Regions from separate parts of the Mus musculus genome. Here regions 1 and 3 are each linked to region 2. A link is a contact called in public Micro-C data. All regions are on one chromosome and are shown on one strand. The core of a region is the stretch at or near the end of the contact, and the rest is flanking DNA. Distances in the headings are between cores, read along the strand shown. Region 1 holds the start of Nudt21 (nudix (nucleoside diphosphate linked moiety X)-type motif 21). Region 2 holds the start of Gnao1 (guanine nucleotide binding protein, alpha O). Region 3 holds the start of Amfr (autocrine motility factor receptor).

Region 1 (3,340 bases), core at 450-2,949, 230 kb after region 2:
ACAACAATTTTACTTCTCAACACTGCATTTACACAGGAAGCAAAAGTTACGTGCTCAACCTGCAAAACCGCCTGCTCAAAGTACATGGATTTCAACAACTCTCCCCAGTGGCTGCTGTCAACAGACACAGTAATCAAGGAGAGTTTAGAGAAGACCTATGGTGAAGTCATGCTTCCAATTTTTCACTTTTTTGAGGTGCTGGCGATAGAATCCAGGGCATTCCACACACGAGGCAAGCCCACTACCAGTTAGCAAACAACTCCTGTGCTCCTCCACTCTTTTTAAAGGAGCACTCGCCTCTCCCATTTTATGGGAATCTTATAAGCACTTAAGTGACAGAAAATTAAAGTGCTACTGTGAATTGTGGGACAAAAGTAAATTTGCACAGACACGACTGTCAACTATTTCCACATTTTATAAACCTTGCATTTCATTACCGAAGTTTGCGTGCCATTACTTGTTTTGTCAAAAACAATAGTAGTAGTTGTTCTTGAGAACAGTTCTCAAGAGCTCAACAAGTTTTCAACTTCATGTCACATTTAGTTTTAGGAGGAATGGTTTATTTACTTGAATATGAGAGATTTGTTTATTTATTTGAATATGAAAGGTGAGTCACTAAAATGACTTACACAAACCCCACTCTCAGCAATGTCTTGCACATTTTAAACAAATAACCAGTCTAAACTGGACACTTTTTTCCCATTAGAATCAGCTCCACACTAGGGAATGAGGTACCAAACATTATAAGCTATATCCCAATCTCAATTTCTTGCCACAACAAAATTTTGTTTGAGTGATCCCGAAATGCAATCATCTGCTTAAGACAAAGGTTTGTTGAAAACAAAACAGCCTGCAAACAGGCTGTCGGGACAACATGTAAGGTACCTCCGACCTCTGAAAGTACAACCAGACAACAGAGTGTGTCCTCGCAATTTTAGGTCTACTGGGAGTCTGCAATGATACTGTATGTTGGCACTTTGGTAGACAAGACATACAAATGCAAAAAGGTAGACCAAACAGCGCGAAAATTAATAAAATGTGGCCACTGGATGGAACACTACCCAACATTTAAAGGGGGAAAAAAAAAAACTAGGATGTCAGAGGTTAATCTGGAAAAGTTACTGTAAAAGAAATGTACACCCTACAAAACTGAGAATTGTTCAAATAAACACAAATACATGTGCGATGAAACAACCAGCAACGGATTGAAAGGATACACACATTATGAATTCAAAGCAAACGCAGGTTCTAACCATGGCTGAATGAAGGGAAAGGGGGAAACGAACCTCGCTTTTAAAATAGGAAAACTGCCAAGTCGGGGTCGAGAAACAGGTCTAGGAAAGAAAGCGCGCATCCCGGAAGGGACAACCCGCATCCGGCGTGAGGGAGGAGCGCGCACTGGGAGAGCATCAACGGCCGAGGCCGCGCCGCACTTACAGATTAATGGTGCGCTCCAGGGTGAGGGGCTTGGTCTGCTGGATGTACTTGTTGCCGAACTGGTTGACCCCCCGGGGCCAGCCCGTCTGCGAGCGATTGGGCGGCACCACAGACATGCTGAACAGCTCCGACGCCGGGGACGTGCAGAAAGCGGGGGCCCGGGGAGACGTCCGCGGGGCGGGCAGCGGTTATCTGCGTCCCGCTCAGCAGCCACCACCCGCCATTAACAGTCGAGAGCAAGAGGCGCGGAACACACGCCGGAAGTGAATACGCTCCGGAGGCAGGAAGTTGGGAGGCAGGCCACTGCGACCATTTGACCAATTGCTGGCGGCGTGACGCAATATGTTGATCTCCCATTGGTTATTTTTGTGGAGATCCCGCCTCCCTGTGCTTTACTGCCTTTCCATTGGGTAATGCTGGTGAAATAAGGAAAGAGGGTTTTCGGGAACTGTAGTTTCTGGAGGGAAGTAGCGTCCTGACTTCCTTGGCGTGGGTCTGTGCACCGTGAGAAGATGAACGGGAAGCGGCCGGCGGATCCTGGCCCAGCGCGGCCAATGAAGAAGGGAAAGAAGCAGGTATCGGCAGAGTTTTCGGACGCTGTCACTGAAGAAATCCTGAGGAAGCAGGTGGCTGAGGCCTGGAGCTGCCGGACACCGTTCAGCCATGGTAATGGGGTGCTGTAGGGAGGCGCGGCAGCAAGAGGTGTGGGGAGGATCGCAGCCACCTCCGACCCGGGCGCTGACTGCTGCTCGGTTCATTCCATATTCTGCTTGATTTGGCAAGCCTGGGGAGGAAAATAAATATAAGCTCCGGACACTATGGGGAAGTGGGAGACATGTAGCCTGGGGGTTGAATTCTAGAATCAGAGGTCACTCAGAATCCCTCTGCTGATTGTACGTCATTGGGCAATGCATATAACTTTGCTTAAGGGCCAGTTTCTTCGTTTATAAAACGGAATCGTTAATAGTATTCCCCCTCCGAAAGATGGGATTGACAAACTAATGTTTGTAGACATTCATAAACGTTTCCTTGAGAACCGGTAAATAGCTAGCAAGCGAGGGTCACTCTCCGCTGTTACGTGGACTGTCTAACCCACGCTGGTGTTGAAAGCTGCCAGAGAAGCAAGCACCTGGATTTACCAGTTTTCACGTACCTTGTCGTTGGCCTAAGTGACGCACAAAACCAACATAATCTTGAAAGGAACGATCATTCCAGACATAGCTACAAGTTATTACCTTATACAATGTGACTCTGGCTGGGTGCGTCTTGAATTTTCTCAGACTTGCCGATTGTCTGTTTCATTTGAGTGTTTAAACAGGGGAACCCCTGGGCGCTCAGGACGCAGGCAGAAGATGATTACATAAAATGCAGGCTCCGGCTGCCCAGAGACTTCTCAGTTTCTTTGTCTGTTGCAAAGGCGTAGTGACTATATCATCGATTCCTCAGTTGTAGAGAATATAAATGAAATAATGCTTATAAGGCACCACTGGGTCAAGATTGGTTGTTATTCATAATCTAGTGGAAGTGAAATCAGTTAGAGGTTAAAAACCACCTGTTTTTTTTTTTTTTGTTTTGTTTTGTTTTGTTTTGTTTTTAAACCCAGAAATTTAGGGAAAGAAAGGGTGGTATTAAAGAGAAATAGCCAGCCAGTTTTGCTACTCTTATTATTTGTTTTACTTCGCTCTGGAGAGAATGAGTTAAGAATCTAAAATGTGGGGCTGGAGAGATGGTTCAGTGTTTAAGAGCACTGACTGTTCTTACAGAGGTCCTGAGTTCAATTCCCAGTAACCTCATGGCTCACAACATCTGTAATGGGATCCGATGCCCTCTTCTGGTCTGTCTGTAGAGAGTGACGGTACACTCATGTACATAAAGCAAATAAATGAATAAGTCTTAAAAGAAA
Region 2 (3,344 bases), core at 6-2,505:
GAGAAGATATGAAGGGTGTATTTCTTCTAGTAGTTTGTTATTTTAAGATGAAAGGAAGAAAAAAAATCTCTTATCACAAACCTATGAAGAATTCATTTTTACCGGATTATGTTCTGGGGATACAAGAATTCAAGAACCAAGGGAGGCCATCGATTCATCATATAGAGAAAAATTTAAGGGAACAAGTATTTGCTAGAGGCTTTCATGAAAGACTGTCCCTGGGCCTTTGGCATCAAGCCATCCTAGGATGGTAACCATCTCTAGCGACAGAGGTTGTGGGCATCTCGCGGTAAGGCTCACATTGGCTAAGGGAGGCAAAAACTCCTGCGGAGCAGGCCTTGCCTCTTCTCTGCCTGCTACTTTCCTCTCTACTAGCCCAGTCTCTAGACACTAGATGCTCAATAAATGCGGACCCAAATCCGTCACTGAGCCCCAGCGCGTTATTATGGAGTGAGCGGGTTTATCCTGACCCACTACCTCCTCACATCTGCGGAGGCACCATAGCTCGACTAGGGGCTACACCTCCAGCCGCGAAGGAGAACAATCGGTAAGGCGATCTGCCGGAGACACGACCCAGAGCCCGAGGGACCAGGAAGCTGGAGGCTCAGGCCCAGGGCTGGGGACCACCTGACCGCCGCGCTGGGGTTGACAGGAGGCGGGCCGGGCGCGCGAGACCCGCCGGGGTGGGGCGGGGTGGGGCGCAGGCGCGCGCCCGGCCCCAGGCCCCGCCCTCCCCAGCCCGGCACGCTCCGGGAGCCGCGGGGGGAGGGGGACCCGAGAGTGGGCGGCGCCGCGCGCGCGCGCCCGCTTGTCTGACGCGTCCCGCGGGCATGCGCGCCGCCCCCGCCCGCGCCGTCCCCGGGGCCCCCGGCGCGCGGCCCTGCTGACGTCAGCGGGCGGCTGGCGGAGCGCTGCGCAGGACCAGGCGCACTCGAGAGCTGCGCTCGCCTCGCCCCCCCCCTCCCCGCCCGCCCCGGCGCGCGCGCGCGTGCCCTGCCCTCCCTGCCCGCCTCTTCTCGCGCTCCCCGCTGGCCGCGGCTCCCTCGCGCTCTCCCCGTCTCCTGTCCGCTCCGCCGAGCGATGCGAGTTCTGGGCCCCGGCGACGCCGCCTCCCGCTAGAGAGAGCTGCACCCCCCACCCCCGGCCCGGCCCTCTGCCCAGCCCTGCCCCGCGCGCGGGGGTCGGAGAAGGCGCCGCGGACGCATCGACGGCCGAGGAGCGGCGATGCACATGCACTAGCGGCACCCCCTAACTCACTCCCTCCACACCCCGCGCCACCGCCGCCTCCACCTTCTCCGCCTCCGCCTCCTCCTCCTCCGCCTCCGGCAGCCGCGGCAGAAGGACCCACCCTGCCCCCCACCCCACCCTCCGCCGGCTCCGGCTGCGGATCCAGCCTCGACTCCTATTTTATTTATTTTGGGTCGTGCACTAGCCTCGGTGCCTGCAACCCGCGCCTCCCGGGCCCGCGGGCGCCTCCTCTCTCGGCTCCGGAGCCCCAGACCCCGGCTACCCTCACCTCGACACCCCCAGACCCCAGCCAGCCGCCGCTAATCTTCGCCGCTGGAATCTTAATAGAGGCTGTCCTTTTGGGGGGATTCTGGTCTTTCGACAATTTTGTTCCCAGCCAAGGAGAGGATATCGTGATTTTCTCCCCTTTGAGCCCAGGCTCTGCTCTGTGGGGGGGTGGGGGGCGCGCCGACCCGGGGAGTCGTGCCAGCCTAGTCGTGCGGGCTGTGGCAGGGAAGGGGCCACCATGGGATGTACGCTGAGCGCAGAGGAGAGAGCCGCCCTCGAGCGGAGCAAGGCGATTGAGAAAAACCTCAAAGAAGATGGCATCAGCGCCGCCAAAGACGTGAAATTACTCCTGCTGGGTAAGGACCTGGGTAGCCACCCCCGCCCCTCGACCCCCGCCACAGTTCCCAACCCGACTTGCGCCCTGGGAAATCTGGTCCCTGAGTTGGCAACACCTTGTGCCCAGGAGCGCCCACCCTGTGCATGCCTTGAAGCCCCCTTCCCATTTCCATGAGCTGACACTCACCAGTTTCCCCCCCTCTGTGTGTCCCAACAGGGGCTGGAGAATCAGGAAAAAGCACCATTGTGAAGCAGATGAAGTAAGTCCCTGTGTCATTGGGATTTGTACTTTTATTAAGAATAATTTATATCGTTTTTATTATCTTGCTCACCCATATTTGCTCTCCAGGCCTGGTTTTTAATTCGCGCACACACAGAAGAAACCCGAGGTTGCCTCCCCTCCCCCACTCCCTACGTTGGTTCTGGGTCCCCCACCCCAACTCCTGGGGTCGGTGTTTGCGGGGAGGGAATGAGAGCGCCTCTAGTTGTATGAATGACAGTGTCCGCCATATTGATCAGAACATCACACTATTGGCGTGCTTATGATCATAACTCTTGCTCGTGGAGTATTTCGTGTTTCACTGCCTCCATTTCTGTCTCTGCCTCATCTTCTTTCCCCTCCTCCTCCACCCCACCCCTCGAATCCCACTTCCCCCTGCTTCTCTTGAGGCAGTGATTTTGAACTTGACTAAAACATGGAGGGGACCCAGCCCTAGCAGATTGGGGTGGAGGATCAAGTGTTTGCTGTTCACGAGTTTGGTGCTGAATTCCTGGTGGCTGTGGCTTAGACGACCCCCCCCCCCAAAGCGAGCAAGGGTTAGGGGAGGGGGCGTGCACTGGGGAGAAAGGATGGGTTTCCAAGCGGATGTGACAGACACAGCCTTATCCAAGGCAGAGGTGGGAGGGTCTGTGGGGCTAAAAGCCAGTTTCATCTGCCCTCCAGCCCCTCTCCTCCCTGGCCCTCCAGCCTTTGCTCTTCTGACACCCGCAGGTTCCAGTCACTGTGTAGCCTTTATCGTTGTATTTACACTCTGTATTCTACCTTCAATGCGGATTTCAGGCCCTACTTGCCACCGCCCCCTTTCTGCCTTAGATATCAGTTTCCCCTCCTAATTAACTGGGGGTGGATTTGAGTGATGGTTGAAAATTAAAACAAAATGGGATATTCCTTCCTTTCCACATTTCCCCACTTAGGAGCCTCGCCCGTCCTTCCTCCTCTCTGGCTTGCTTCTTGCCCCATCCACTCCACGGTTCCCGGTGAGCCTCCAGGCAGCTCTGCCTGGGGAGGGGTGGCCGGCAGGGAACGGGTGCGTGCCTTCCGGGCCTCCTGGCCCTGTTTCCGTTGGCCTGTCAGTTCGGGACGGAGGAGTTCGTTAGGACCGTTTAGCGAGGATTCCATGTCGCTTTGCTGTGACACCTTCGTGCACACACAGCTCCTAATTAGAGGTTGCTGTGCTGTAAACAAAAATGATTATTTTTCAACTTGACAGAAT
Region 3 (3,470 bases), core at 596-3,095, 200 kb after region 2:
AGAGGACATGCAAGAAAACCGAATAAAGCTCAACTGAGAAATAAGGATTCAAAGGAGGGGAAGGAATGATCAATCTATATGAGGTAAGACTGTGCAAAGAAAAAGAACATTCTTTAAAATGACAATTCTCAGAAACGCCAAAGGGAAGGCCTTAGATTAATGTTTTATGAAATGTTATTAACCTTGGAATTTGAACGTGGGTTTTGCAAGAAGAAACTTACGAAAAAAAAACATTAAACAATACTATTGGCTGTTCTAGTAATAGAATAATGGTTCCAGCTTAAAACAAGGTATCAACGACTACATACACTATAGTCTTCACCCTTGTCAAAAGCACTCCCAACATAATAATTCTAAGTTGTTTACCCTAAAGACGAACAGTTCATCTTTTCTTAGGAGTAGAGAAAGGGGAACTTTGCCCTTCACTGCCTTCTATGAAACTATGCACCAAAGGACCAGGAGGCGTCATCTGCAGCCCACGAAGTTCACAAATCCCGCTGCTTCCTGATGAAGCACAGTGGGAATAATTACAACAAATGAGTTGCATTATAGTTCTACAAACTTATAACATTAACCCCTCAGTCATTTACAGCCTTCTCTAGGCGCCGTGTGGGGAGATACGATCCCCACCAAGCCACAGGAAATCCAAGTGACAATTTTTTAAATCCGGGAGCAACTTTTCCTATTTCTGAGGGTTCATAGAAGAGGCACTCAAGTGCAAGGTGAGAGCAAAATTTTCTCAGATCTGCCCAGCCTAAAATGATGTAACAAACGAAGCCAGTACTTGTGGCATGTGGACATTGCTTATCTCGCACCGGCAGACAAACTAGAACCCTTGTTTCAAAATGGATCGCTAAACGGAGGAATCGCGTTCAAAGGAGGGGCTGCCACACCGACCCGAAAGTGTTTTGCTGCTTTCTGTCAAAAAGGGAACAGTCACAAACCATCGCGGGGGGTGGTTGGGGGTGAGATAAAAGGACGTAGCTGGTCTGTTTGCTTCGTTAAATAGCGCCCATCGGGACTAACGCATTGACAAATAGCACCATTTCGAAGTTGTCTGGCGAAGAGTAAAATGTCCCCCTAACTTCGGCCTTCTCTTCGTCGGCGAGCCGCCCCCAACAACGCCGAGCTAAACCGGACGTGTCGCGGCTTCTCACAGCCTCGGGTCGCCGCACCCCGCCGCCCTGGAGCCCGCGGGTCCGACCGCCCTTGCCTCGACTGTTCTCCCCGGCATCCCGACACCTTCTCTCCGCGGCCCGCCACGCTCGCAGCGCCGCTGGGCCTCGAGCCCCACGCGAGGGCCGCGGTCCCCGGGCCGAGGAGGCCGGGGTCAGGGCCCGGCCACGCCCCCCTGCGGATAATGGGTGACATGGCGGCTCCCGCCCGGCCGCCCGCCCCCGCGCCCGGCCCGCAGCCTCGCTCACCCACACGAACAGGCTGTCCGACAGCAGGTACTGGGCCACGTCGCGGGCCCGGGGGCCGCCGGCGGTCAGGCGCGCCTCGGGCTGCAGTGGGGCCGTTAGCGGCTCCGGCTCACCCGAGCCGTCCTCCGGCTGACTGAGGGCGCGGTAGGCGCTGACGATGGTGCCCAGCAAGGCCAGGCCGCTGAGGCCCGTGTAGGTGCGGAGGCTGGGCCACGGGAAGCGCTCGAGGAAGAGCAGCGGCATGGCGGCAGCGACGGGCTCCGGCCCCCGAGGCTTCCCGCGCTGCGGCCAGGCGCCTGCGGCGGCCTTGCGAAAGGCGCCCACGGGCTCTGGCGTCGCTGCCGCTGCCGCTGCCGCCGCCGCTGCGCCGGGCCGAGCCGGGCCGCTCCTAGCTGCTCGCGCCGCTCCGCCCCGCGCCGCTCCCGCTGCTGCCCCTGCCGGCGCGGAAGAGCCTCGGCGGACTCGGGGCGGGCCGCCGCCCCTAGCGGGACGCGGGCGGGACGGGCGCGGGGGCGCGGCCTTCGTCCCCCGCCCACAGCCGGCGCTCTGCAACCCCGAGAGCACAGGACCCGGCCTGGGGCCCCGCGTCCCGGCCCCCTGCAGCATCCTTGGCGACCCTGGGCCCACTGAAGCCACGAGCGCACCCGAGCCGGGCTCTGGGGTGAGCCTGGCCCGTAGGCAATGACGGCAGGCCTGTGTGCGTGGTCAGGCGGCAGGGTGAGGGTGCGGGACCCCTGCCCCTGGCCACTTGTCGCTTGTTCCTCCCCGCCAAAGCTGGTAAACCCGCCATCCCACCACCCTGTAGACTAGAGGCTTCCTTGGTGTCCTAAAGAAGCGACATGATGCTTAGGAAATAAGAGAAGCCTTGAGATAGAATATTTTTAAAACGGAGGAACCAATTTAACCAGAAATAAAAATCTGTTCCCTCTTAGCTACAAGTAAGAATGTCAAATGCTGCTTAGTTTCTTGGAAAATACCTGTTCCTAAAAGGTAAACCAAAGGGTGACCTTCGTCCTGGCAGTTACACTGCTTGTTAAGTAAACATCCAAGAGAAATGAAAACAGACACCCACACAAAGTCCCTACATTGAGGCTGACAGTAGCACTACTCCTAAAAACCAGAGAGGCAAACCTCGAATTATAGCGTTTGAAAATAAAGTACAGATAATGCTACAATATCAGAGAATGTTGACGATGTCTGAATCAAGCCACACACAGATATCTAAATTCTGTGTGACCACGCTGATAAGACAAATGCATGCAATGTAGAGTAGAAGGGGAGTTTGAAAGAACTGGAGGTGACAGCTAAAGAAGTGACAGGTTGGGGTACTAGTTTCCTGAAGTGAGAATTTCTAAAGTTGCTGTTATACAACTATGAATACACTCAAAGTCACTGAATTGTACACTATAAACAGCAGGTTATATCTATGTGAATTACATAAGATAACATAGGGTACAGTTTTTAATTATTATATCCCCGAGCCATGTGTTAGTGCCTATCCCAGAATGTAGCTCTGTAAACAGCTTTGAATTTTCCAAATTTTCTAATGTGGAGAAATTGTCTTTGTAGTATTTTTTCATGCCAAATATTTCTATAGATCTTTTAAATCTGAAAATTAACCACTGTTATAATTCTTAAAAACATCTCATCATGAGTCTTTGTACAATATAGTTCCCTTTGGTTCGTTCCCAGTCATTTGCAACATGGCTTGTGAGATGAACCATTTGCTACAAACTGGAGTTTGATTCTCATAACTCCCCCAAGTTGTCCTCGGACTTCCATATCTGTGTCTCCCCCACACATAACTAAATGTAAAAATAAAATACCAAGCCGGAACACTATTGTCCAAATAATGGAAATCTTTATTCTGAAAAAAACTTGGGTGGTAATTTTCCAGAGAGATTTTTACAAGGTCAGATCTGAGTCACGATGATTTTTAAACCATTCATTTGTGATGCACACTCAATGTAAGCTACAACCCAGCAGTATTAGATACCAAACTTGTCCTTTCATATTGATGATAACAAAGCTGCCTTCTTTCATCTC

Evidence for each region. Hi-C and Micro-C count contacts between places; a contact is called where the count stands out from the background.
Region 1: a Micro-C map of embryonic stem cells shows a contact between it and region 2, with 2.9 times the contacts expected there. The contact joins the promoter of Nudt21 here to the promoter of Gnao1 in region 2. A contact is called at or near these places in 5 of 39 promoter capture datasets (cranial neural crest, embryonic stem cells, frontonasal cranial neural crest and 2 more), 7 of 484 Hi-C or Micro-C datasets (cortical neurons, embryonic stem cells and uterus) and 1 of 9 other capture datasets (adipose tissue).
Region 3: a contact with region 2 is called in a Micro-C map of embryonic stem cells, with 9 times the contacts expected there. The contact joins the promoter of Amfr here to the promoter of Gnao1 in region 2. A contact is called at or near these places in 3 of 39 promoter capture datasets (the 3T3-L1 cell line, hippocampal neurons and neural stem cells), 1 of 15 datasets of contacts at CTCF or cohesin (the NIH/3T3 cell line), 9 of 484 Hi-C or Micro-C datasets (the N1E-115 cell line, brain, cerebral cortex and 3 more), 2 of 115 datasets of contacts at active chromatin or transcription factors (embryonic forebrain and fibro-adipogenic progenitors) and 1 of 9 other capture datasets (adipose tissue).

The regions. Positions count from the first base shown.
Region 1 is chr8:94,035,340-94,038,679 of GRCm38.p6, forward strand. Nudt21 (nudix (nucleoside diphosphate linked moiety X)-type motif 21) reads right to left here and starts at 1,700. Exons shown (of 7, transcript NM_026623.3): 1 at 1,438-1,700. The coding sequence starts at 1,553. Ogfod1 (2-oxoglutarate and iron-dependent oxygenase domain containing 1) reads left to right here and starts at 1,859. Exons shown (of 13, transcript NM_177767.4): 1 at 1,859-2,103. The coding sequence starts at 1,950.
Region 2 is chr8:93,809,583-93,812,926 of GRCm38.p6, forward strand. It overlaps Gnao1 (guanine nucleotide binding protein, alpha O), which reads left to right and starts at 1,256. Exons shown (of 9, transcript NM_010308.3): 1 at 1,256-1,871; 2 at 2,069-2,111. The coding sequence starts at 1,754. 4930488L21Rik (RIKEN cDNA 4930488L21 gene) reads right to left here. Exons shown (of 1, transcript NR_026888.1): 1 at 2,112-3,344.
Region 3 is chr8:94,010,795-94,014,264 of GRCm38.p6, forward strand. It overlaps Amfr (autocrine motility factor receptor), which reads right to left and starts at 1,846. Exons shown (of 14, transcript NM_011787.2): 1 at 1,425-1,846. The coding sequence starts at 1,667.